Regions from separate parts of the Drosophila melanogaster genome. Here region 2 is linked to region 1. The links are chromatin contacts, called in public Hi-C maps. All regions are on one chromosome and are shown on one strand. The core of a region is the stretch at or near the end of the contact, and the rest is flanking DNA. Distances in the headings are between cores, read along the strand shown. Region 1 holds the start of Ptp99A (Protein tyrosine phosphatase 99A). Region 2 holds the start of Dr (Drop).

Region 1 (5,756 bases), core at 2,333-4,832:
CCTTTATTTGGAAAGGAAAGGAAATCGTACGCTTGGCTTGTCTAGAATTTCAACAGCCCATCAAGTGCAGGGTTCGGACTTTAAAATTTGCAGCATTAAAAATGTCAATTTATTTTCGGGCCATTCCCTATGGCATTTGGCCAACCAGACGAGTGTAATTCAGGACATACATGTCCAGCTTGACAAGCTTGAATTTAGATTTAGATTTCCCCTCTCGCCTGTACGCTTGGTCACTTATCGTCCTGCTTATCAATATTGTATTAGTTCTGGATATTCGTATGGCCCTGCAATTGCAGCAGATTTTCATGAATGGCAGGGCAGGCTGATTTTTTTTAGTTTTGCGACGCTGACTTATTGAAATTGACAGAAGGTTAATGGCGCTGAATGACGCTGAAATTGAGGCAGCAGCCCTGGCAATTTAACACCCCGCTGGGCAGTCGAAAAGGGGGCGGCAAGTGGTAAGCGGCCAGGGGGCGGGGCAGGACCTCACCACATGACAGCGATTCGCAACAGCCGCTTAGAGTTGTGAGAGCTGTGGAGAGCGGGAGATTTGCGATAAAAAATGATTGCACATGCGAGCGTTTTGGCTCGAAATTGCAGCATTTGCGGCATGGAAATATATTTAGATGTATATATGCAAGGAGATCTACTATAGATAAATTGGAAACCGAGGGGGTGACTCTGGTGAGACAATCGGGCACCCTCTGCCCTGGATTTGCACTTGCCGTTCGGCATTGGATTTGGTTTCGGTTTTGCCTTCGCTTTTGCCTTTGCATTTGGCGGGTTATCAGTGGCCCGGCCATAAATCACTGTCAAGTGTCATTCGCCCACGAAGCAGCAGCAGCACAGCATCCTTTATCCTTTATCCCTGATCCCAGCCGAGAAGGAAACTTTTGCACATCCCCATCTATGCGCTACATGTAGATAATATATACCGAGCGGTATCAACTTACCACGAACATGTGCTCGGGGGCAAAAAGGTGCAGTGCCGGATGTTGCAGCAGCCACTCAAATGCGACCCAGGACATGGAAACTGCCTGACTATGGCTGTGGAATGGGAAAAAATCGAAAAAGTTGCTAATTAAAGTTTGTGTTCGCTGCGAGGGCCCTGAACTTCGGCCCCTTGAACTTCCGGCCCCCCAGCGAAAGTGTTATCCCCAATGTCAGCCGCAATTGCAACTCAGTGCACTGAGAAGTCAAGTTTTTCTAAAAAAATGGTTAAAACAATAGCAGTTTTTTTTACCTAAATTAAATATGAACTACTAATGTCAATTGCTTGAATGAAGTAGATAGATAAAGAACGTCCTAATTTGCCTTCAATCAATTCAAAATATTTCTTCATTTGGATTTCTGATTTAGAAGTCCATTGACAAGCTTTTGACCTGATTAACTGTAGCACTTTCTGTTTCTGTGTACTTTCCCCCATTTGTTGAACGCAGCTTGCATTCGTCACGCATTGGTTGCCATTTCGCTGCGCTGTCTGTTGGCGGAAAACCGCAGGGCGAGTGAGTGAGCAAGTGAGTGACTTTCCCTACCCTCCGATGCCATGGCTAATTTCCGCTATTGTTCATAATTTTTATTGCGCTTGTTGCGAATTAGTTTCGGTTTCGCCCGATGCCAGATCGCAATCCCTCATCAATGTTGCAATTTTTTGCAATTTAAAATTTGTTATAAATCGTCGCTGGTTGAGTTTAGGGGTTGATCCTTGATGTTGCCTTTTGCTCCCTTTTAGAGAGGCGTTGACAACGGCAACAACAAGAAGTGCCTGCGATTACAGGACTGCGAACACGATTGCAATGCGACTTCCTCGAGGGTGGATTTTTCAGCTCGTCCTGTCGCATCTTTAGTTGCATCAGGATGTGGCTGGCTGGGGTGGGTACCCTTACTCTCCTTATGGCCATTAAATTGTGGGCAATTGACCGGTTCGAGGGGTGTGGACATCGTTTAGGGGCAGGTGCCTGAGGCACTGGGATAATTGCGGAAGTAACACGCTGATCGGCACAACAAATTATTGCGATGGACTGGCAGTTTTGTCAGATGGCAAATTTAATGCGAAAGAAATCGTGTTCTATGTTCAATTAAATTGACGGTAAATAATACCATTAGAATATATTTAGTTGAAAGATAAAAGATATCTTTTAAAGGACTTTAAATTAAGAAAAAACTAACAAGGCTGTAGGACTATGTAATCCAAACAGTTATTTTACAGACCATGTTATAAATAACATGCCCATGTAATGTTCGCATTAACAGAACATTCAATTCGAATATCTTGTTAACGTTGTTCGAAAATTAAAAGTAGAAAAAGTCTGTAATGTAAACATAACATAGACCAACACAATTTCTCCTTCAACTGCAGGTTCACATCATTTGATTAACCCCGAATGTTATTTATTCCATAGCTATAGGCGTCCTTTTTGCGAATGTTATTAGCAGAATGGTTCGCTTTCTACCCCTTTCCAAATTTAGGACAATAACATTGCACTAACATTCTAGAGTAGACCTCTGTTCCCTAGCCTGTTCAACGCGTTAACAGAACGTTGACTCAGTTCGAATGTAGACCAACAAACTCATGAAAACAACATTCGCGCAGGACCAAGGGGTGATTTTCGAAAATGTTACGGAAACCTTCTTTTGCGGTGGAATTTTCTGTAAACACTCGGTTACAGGACAAGGCAAAAACAACAATTTACTGATTCAGTATTCAGTATTCAGGGGTTATGATTTTGGTCGAAATCTTTTCCAGACATTACAGCGGTTGAAGAGTTCTAACATTACTACAAATGTACTACCAATGTTAAGCATTTTTACTGTTCAAATAACTGGCAACAGTAAAAACGTCCACTGATTGTGAATAACTCCAAAATGTAATGTTATGATTTATTTTATAAGAAATTTAAATCAATAAATTATTATAAATATTTTTCGAATATTGAATATAATCGAAATAAGCGGATTATAAGATTTGGAAAATTAATTGAAGCTTAGCTCCTTTATAAGAGACTTTATATAACATATTATTTAAATTTAAAATTAGTTTTCATCCAAAGAGCTGCTATGTGTGGCCGAAGCTAACTGCGGTCCGTCCAGGACCTCTTTGTAGTGCCTTAGAAATTCCTAAAACACTTGCTGCCAACGTTTCAGTTCTGTTTGTGCCGCAACGCTCGACACCTGAGCGATTTGAGCAGGTCGTGGCCGCCGAAGAGCGCGTCTCTTATCAGTGATAAGGCCAGCGCAATTCGGAGTTTGGTCATGGTGAGTTTCGGAGTTGAAAGTGGAACAAGCGCTCTCCCAATGAGAGAGCGTGAGTCCGTTCGCTCTCGGCAGGACGACAGCCGAGGCGTCCACCCGCGCACAAATCTAGGCAACAGCACACACTGAAGCTCGCAAAGAAGTTCGGGAGACACACACGGTGTGTGTGGTGGAAAGCCGCTGGAAACCCGAAGTCGGCCACGAACCACCGACCTTCTATTCTGGAGGGGTTTTCCGGGGGATGCGGCGGTGGTGCAACGGCAGTGGCAGCGGCAACGGCGGCTTCTGCCTTTCAGCTGGGAATTTATTTGCGCAAAAACGAAGCGGCTCAGTTTCGTGTTTGTTGTGCGCTCGTAAGGATGTGTCCGCTGGCGCTGCCGGACTTCGTGCGTTCGCGTCGCGTGTGTGCGCGTTTATCCTGACGCTGAATGTATCTCAGCCAAAGCGGCCGAAACGGGCCACGAAAAGTGCTTGAAAATCAGGCGAATAGCTCAAGTGAATGCCAGAATAATAATCATGCATATTGATAAAGCGTTGAGAGAAAATCAAAAATAAAATGCGGCAATCGCTGTCCAGTTCCGTGTTAAGTTTTTATTTGTGTTCGTGTGCTTGGATTCGGAAAGCAGGATCCCAATTACCGACGATCTCGAGGATAAACCACTAACTGATAGAAGGTCCTGCGTTGCGGAAAATAAAACACAGCAAAAAGGTGGTTATCCCCAGATTTGGTGACCCACAAGCATAACTAAACGATTCGAAATCGAGGCAACTGGATGAGAACTGGGTGAAAATTCCAAACTCGTCGTCGTACTGCAGCATATTTAGCATTTTGCATTTTGGGGCGGACTTTTGGATTTATGTTGACCCACTTCGCTAAGCGATTTCCCTTTCAATTTGCGTCTTGAAGCGATGTTTTAGCCAACTTATCCCTCGACCATCTCAGTTAATTAGTTTAATTAGTGAGTGTCGTGGGCCCATCGTTGGTTGGTTAGTCGGTCTGTTCTGGCCCAAAAATCGGTTTGGCATCTCGAGCCAAAATTAAGAACCTTTCTGGCGCAAAGTTTTATTTGAAACTGCTGACCCGGGATTCGGTCGGTCATGCCCTGCCGCTAATAGCCGACATTATTGTTAGGATTCGCTGGTAGTGGGAGTTGGGACTTTTCGGGACTGGACCAAACAAAGGGCCATCGGATCGACTGTATGTGCCATTGAACAAACACCAAGCCAAAACGAGTGAAACCCTTTTTGCGCCACTTTTCCTAATGCCACGACTGCCATTTGTTGGGGCAATAAAAGCCAGCCAGCCAGCGACTTCAGTAAAGATGAAATGAAAATGAAATAAAATAAACAACAATGGCTGGGCAAAATTAAACTAAATTTATTTGCTTTGCCACTAAATTTGCGCTGATTTCGGCAGCAGCTTCACTTCACTTCACTCTCGCATTATGTTGCCCCACTCAAAAAATGTGTTTGTCAACAAAGCCAGCGGAGCGCAAAAATGGTCCTTGGTCCTTGGTCGAATCCCCTTGCACCAAAAAGAAAAAAAATCGAGAGTGTTTGTGCTTAACCTTTTGGTGGAGCCGGATTTCTGGCTCGACTGGTGTGGCACACGTTCAACTATTTTGGAATTTGCGGCACGTGCCCAAATTGCAAACATCAGCAAATAATAATATAAATTCAGCCAGCAGTTCGGGCATCCAAACCGAATTAGTCGAGTGTCCTTTTTACAGTAGTGCTTACAAGATGATTAGGCGTGTGGCTGGCATGTGATACATTTAGCTGCTCGTCGTATAATAATTTCATTGTTGCAGCTCTGCAATTTATAATGCGGCAACAATTGCAGTCGCACTTGCAGCAAAGGCGTGCAACTTGTTGTCGCTGGATGCAAGCCCACCCCTTTGTGGCAACACTTGAGCCGCACAGCCACTGCAGTTGCACTTAAGCTTCCACCGCTGCAGTTGTTATTTCTATTTCTATTCTCTCTCTACTTTTGCACACCCATCGTGAGCCGCCGTCTGGCATTATAATCCGCATCTATGTGAGTCGGTGCAAGTGTATACAGAAGCAAGTGCGCGATGTTGTGACCAGTTTTTTTTTTTTGCAGGAAATATACATCTTGATTGTTGAAGTTGAAGCTGACTCGATCTATGTGTTCGAAGTTTGAGTCCTGCAAGGACTTCGGCGACACCTCTGGCCGTGCTAATTAACCAAGTTCCAGCATTTCCATTTAGCTGACTGCTTTTCTTTCATGTCAAAGCATTTAATTATACTCCTACATTTACCCGCTCCCTCTCGTTTCCCGCTTTCCCCACGCTTTTCACTTTTTTCCACCTTTTTTTTTTACTGCTGGACTTTGCCTGATTTATTTATGCATTTACCTTTGCGAGTTGCCCGTGGAGGAAGCTGCTGTCATGCTGCTGGTTCGTTGTCTTAATTCATTTTTTATTCCAACGTAAATAAGCTGTAAATTACAACTTCTGTTGCTCTGCTGTTTCCAGCTGATG
Region 2 (5,756 bases), core at 2,093-4,592, 180 kb after region 1:
TTTGCAAGGGGATGGTTTATTTACTCGGCGAACAACCCCTCGAAAAGCATCGCATCCCCAGGATCCACCATCTCTTTTCGTCCTGTGCTGTGGCGTTTATTGAGCCGAGTTTCGCAACAGCCTCGTCCTGCGTCCTTCGGAAATTTCTGAACTGTCAACATGTCAACTGTTTGCTGGTCCGCTAAGGTTATTTCTGTGGGTGGAGTGGGTGGCTGGGGTGGCTTGGGTGGCTTGGTTGGCTCTCTCGCTCTTTTCGCTTTTTCGGCCTGTTTAAGCGATTTAACGCATCGCAAGGATAATGAAATTTTGATTATGCGCCGCTTGGCTGGTTGTCCTGGCACAGTGCCGCCCTCTGTGGGGCGGATTGCTGGCTGGGTCGCTATGAAATTAGCGTCGTTTAGGAGGTCCTTTGAAAATTGGGGAACGGAATTAAATTCGGCGAGCTGCTAATTATCGTTGGAAAAGGATGTTTGTGCAGCTGTATCTCTTTCTGAGTTATTTAATTAGAAGAGTGCTTAAAATGTTAATGACTTAGTGCCTTTAGTTTGAATACGAGTAAAAGAAACTATTAAATTTGATCATTCCATTAATAAAACAGAATCTAGCGCTGTTCTCGTTTCCAGCTGGTATAATAAACAATTTGCCGACTGGGTAATTGCTCACTCTCGGATACAAACAATTATGCAATTCAATTCGGAATTAATTGCACAATAAAACACCAAATTCTCATTTAATTGCCTGACAAAAAAGGCACACAAAGCAAAGCGGCAACCCACATAAATATGCAACACCCACACACAAACACACACACCCACTCAATCATGGCCAACTACATATATACGTCCAAATAGCCCCACCTCTCATTCCGCAGCCATAGCTTCTACAATCAAACTGGAATCGGAATCGGTCGGCGGGATATATAAATTCGAAAAATTATGAAAAACTATCAAAACATTTACATACGCTCGTTGCGGGGAAGGAAAGTGAGGAAAACGACGTGATCTTTTCGATCCACGCACTTAGTGTTGGGCAGCAGGCTTTTTATTAGCCAAACCTAGCTAGTTTTCAATATGTTTCAGTTAAAAGTTTTCAAAAATTAACAGAATCTGTTCTAAAGCATATTTCTGAAGTTATTTCAAAGTGAACATAATATTTCTTGTTTGTTGTTTCACTGCAAGACATAACAACTTTATTGGGCAAACATAAATTGCACATTTCTAGTCACATAAGGTGAATATTTTTTTAATATATTTTTTAATATTTTATTAGCTAGTTTTTAAAATCTATCGCAGTCATCACTGCACGCACGCAAATCGGCGGCCATTTATCAAATGACCAACTTGGCCGAAGCGTGGACTTTGTTGGTGCTTTTGTTATTGGCCGACTTGCTGCTGCTTTTGCCGGTTTCGTTTCATCTCGAAGTGGTGGGATCGAGAATAGGTGGGGGGAGTGGAGGGGGCTGGAGCTCGCTTATGATGTTTATTGAAAAATTAATTTGCGCCTCGTTGTTGTATTGCTTTTTTTCGGCGCTCATTTGCGTATTTCAAAGCGCAATGAATAATGATGGTGGTTAAGTAGTGGAAAATAAAAGAAGAAACGCTCGACGTGCTTGGCCTGAGAAATTAATATTTGTAATTGGCTATAATTGTTTATGCCAACGGCACAAAGTATAGAAAACGAGACGCAGACAATGATATTAACGAGCTGAGGGGCCTCTCATCGCATTTTGCCGCCATTTCGAAATGTTTAATTGAAAAGAAAGCGGAATTGCCGGGCATCGTAATGAAGAGCTCAAGTTTTGGGAAGTTGGAAAAATTTTAATCAGTCAAGAGGGGCGTTGGAAAAGTGGTAAGAGGTATATCAAGTGTTAATTGAATGGCTGGGAAATGTGAGAAGTTCATAAACGAGTTTACTGTCTTGGTTTCTTTTAAGTGTAATTAAAAACGATTTCGGAAAGAGTTTGAAAAAAGTTCAGAAATTATATAAAAATATTTCTAAATTTCACCCAACCCATTTAGGCAAGAACTCAAATTAATTGGCTAGAATTTCCCCAATCATGCAGAGTCGTTTCATTTTCAGCATCGTTTGCAACTAATTAAGGCAACCACACAGCCATTCGTCAACTGTTCTAATTGAGCTCTTTATTTTCCACCCACTGGCAATTGTCATTAAAATCCTTTCACCAACTTGCCGCCCGAAAAGCCGAGCGAACCCGCACAATCCGACGCCCATTTCCCATTTTCACAACTTGGTCCTTCGAGCAGCGGAAAACAAAGGAGCAGCTGAACAATGGCTGGCAAAAGTTTTCAAGCCAACAATTTCACATAATAATCCTTAAAATGAGTTTAATTTGTAGAGCGAGAATTATAAAGGGTGCGGTATTCCCGCTCCCTCCCTCACTCCACCCGCCAACCTTGCAATTTATGGAGCTTATGGGGGTTGGCAAAATTCTATATAATCCTGCATATTTCACATTTATATGTATGTGATTGATTCGGCCGGGTTCCCGGGACGTTCGATTTATGTGGACCGATCCGATTTTTATGGCTTATCTCCTGAGGTGGAGCAAAAGGGAAGAAAAAACATAATTTCCTGACCGAGATTGCAGCTTTGCGATAATGCCGCTCCACCCGACATTTGATGCTTTTGGGGCCCTGATAATGATGGGCTTATTATTTATTATATTGTTCTTGTACGCTAAGGACATGTAGGAGTGCCAATTAAAATTGAAAAACCGCCTGGTCTATATATACATACATATATATGTACATATTAGGCGTACATAAAGCTTAAAAAATCACGCCAATTTGGCCAAATGAAGTCATAAACGATAAAGAGGGAGATAGAGGGAAAATGGAGATGGAAGGAAAAGCCAGAAAACCAAAGTGGAAATGGACAGGCGTTTGCCGCCGCTGCTTGTTATAAAATGCTAATACGCGCAGCAGCTCGAAAAAAAAGTGGAAAAACGCTTTGAAGATTGAATTATTCAATAATAATTAGGCGTGCGACAGGGACGGCTATACTGCGGGGCAGCTACACCATCTCTGTCTGTACGGCAAGAGTGCGGCAAACTCACCACACTGAAGCGAGAGCGAAAGAGAAAAGAAGGCGGAACAAAAGTCAGAAAAGTGGAGAAATACAAGACTCACACCGGAAAAAAAGAGCGAGCGAGCTAGTCTCGAAACCAATAAAAATGGTGTCGCACGCGGTGCACTCCACCACGGGAGTGAGAGAGAGGCACGCTCTACACAGCCGGTTTCCCACCACCAATCGTCGAGTGCGTCGGTGTGAGTGAGTATCTGTGTGGCAGGCAGCGGTGCATCCGAAACTGCGACCACAGTTTCAGTCGCAGAACAGACGTGATCTCAAGAGGACGTGTCTCTCTCTGGAAATAAATAGCCCCTGAAAAGATACAAAACGCCGCGTGTGACAGTGTGTGTCTGTGTTTCCCAAGCGTGTGACGAACGAGCGCATTAATTGAAAGATAATCAAAACAAATTAACAGCAGACCATGTCTCAATGAACCAATTAACCGGCGCACCTAAAGCACAGTATTAACGAGCCACAGTTACACAAACGATCGAAAGGCTTTATGTTAAAGCTCAGCCCAGCGAGCATGACAGTTACAGGTCTGCGCCAGACGATGACCAGTCCCACGGTGCCGCCGAGCAGTAACACTCCCGCGGGTAACCTCATCATCACCAGCAGCAGTAGCAACAGCGGCAGCAACAGCGGCAGCAACATGAGCAGCGGCAACATGACCAGCAGCAACCTGACCAACCTGAGTCCTAGCCACCCGGCTGGCCTGAATGCCCTGGCCAGTCCCACCTCGCCGTCGGCACTGCTGCTGGCCCATCAGCAGCATCTGCTGCAGCAGCACCAGCAACACCAGCAGCAGCAGCAACAGCAGCAGCAGGCGGCGGCGCTCCAGCTGGCCGCAGTGCATCCGCCGGCCCACCATCTGCACAAGACCACCTCCCGACTGAGCAACTTTAGTGTGGCCTCTCTCCTGGCGGACACGAGGCCCAGAACGCCACCCAACCAGGCGGCGGATGGACCCCAGAACCTGACCAGTTCGGCGGCCACCTCGCCCATCTCCCAGGCCAGCAGCACGCCGCCGCCTCCGCCGGCCAGTGCGGCCGCCCAAGTTCCCGCCAACACCTTCCATCCCGCCGCCGTCGCGCACCACGCCCACTTGCTGCAGGCCGCCCACGCGGCTGCGGCGGCACATGCCCAGCACCAGGCGATGGCCGCCCAGCTGCGCCAACAGCAGCAGCAGGCGGACGCCCGGGCCAACTCGCCACCCGCCTCCACGAGTTCCACGCCCAGCTCCACGCCACTGGGATCCGCACTGGGATCGCAGGGCAATGTGGCCTCCACTCCCGCCAAAAATGAACGCCATTCGCCGCTGGGCAGCCACACGGACTCCGAGCTGGAGTACGACGAGGAGATGCTGCAGGACCACGAGGCCGATCACGACGAGGAGGAGGACTCCATTGTGGATATCGAGGACATGAACGCCGACGACTCGCCGCGCTCCACGCCCGACGGCCTCGACGGCAGCGGCAAGTCGCTGGAATCGCCGCACGGTCCGCCGCCGGGCTCTCACATGCAATCCACGATACTTTCCCCGGCGGCCCTGGCCTCCGGTCATGTGCCCATCCGCCCGACCCCCTTCAGTGCACTGGCCGCCGCGGCGGTGGCCTGGACGGGAATGGGCGGTGGAGTTCCGTGGCCAGGAACCAGACAAATGCCGCCCTTCGGACCGCCTGGCATGTTTCCGGGAGCAGGATTCGGTGGAGGTAAGTGTCGTTATCCAGTTCTTTGTGGGGTTTTTGTCAGCTTGTTTTCGGTTTTTGTACTTCCTAGAGGGGAAATGATAAACCTTATCTGTTACATGTGCTTAACTGTCCTGTCCTAAGCGATATTTTAAACTCATTTGCAATGGAGGATTCAGCATGGGCATAATTAAATAATGGGAAAATAAAAATATATATAGGAGAGAATATAGAACTCAAAAGGTTTACTTCAAAAAAAATAAAAACAACCTCAACTCTCTTTCGAAAATATTTTCAATTTAGAGCCTTAACATCAAAGTAAATATGAGTGTATATATAGTTACATTTCATATATTTATTTATAATTAACTGTAAACCCATAAACATGAACTTCTGAACCCGTGAACAATAGAAATACGCGAATTCCGCTTGGGAGCAAATTCCCCATTAGCAGCCAGCGATGTGTATTCAAAAACGATTTATTTAATGGAGGAATTTCAAACCACCCACCCCACCCCTCATTGTTTTATGCCCCATGTGCGGTGGCAACTTTATCTACACCATTTTGTGTCGCATTTTAATTCAATTAACTGCCGCCCCTCGCCTTAATTGGCATCGATGGTGACTCTCCGCTCCTGGTCGGACGCGAGCTGCGGGTGCTCCATCATGGCCACCTCGTCGTCATCGTCATCATGGCTATGGAATGGAAGTGATCGTGACTGCAGTTTGTAGTCAAAGTGCGTGGCAATTATTGCGGGGCCTTAAATAAAACAATGAAAACTGCCTGATTGCGCTGGGCCCATTATTTGATGATGATGATGATGATGATGGCTGATGGCTGATGATAGTCGCGTCGGTTCTGATTTGACTCAATTGGCCACGTCTGATTATTCATTGCACTCGCTGGCCAGCGGCGTTTTTCGGTGTTTTCCGGTCTGACAGCCAGCCAGCCCCCCATTACCGTTCCCGAATTGGAAA

Evidence for each region. A called contact is a pair of places that touch in the nucleus more often than the background predicts.
Region 2: a Hi-C map of the Kc167 cell line shows a contact between it and region 1, with 2.7 times the contacts expected there. A contact is called at or near these places in 4 of 107 Hi-C or Micro-C datasets (the Kc167 cell line, the S2 cell line and embryo).

Annotation. Positions count from the first base shown.
Region 1 is chr3R:29,374,064-29,379,819 of dm6, forward strand. It overlaps Ptp99A (Protein tyrosine phosphatase 99A), which reads left to right and starts at 3,583. Exons shown (of 19, transcript NM_143434.5): 1 at 3,583-3,961.
Region 2 is chr3R:29,553,044-29,558,799 of dm6, forward strand. It overlaps Dr (Drop), which reads left to right and starts at 3,343. Exons shown (of 2, transcript NM_057976.3): 1 at 3,343-4,802. The coding sequence starts at 3,593.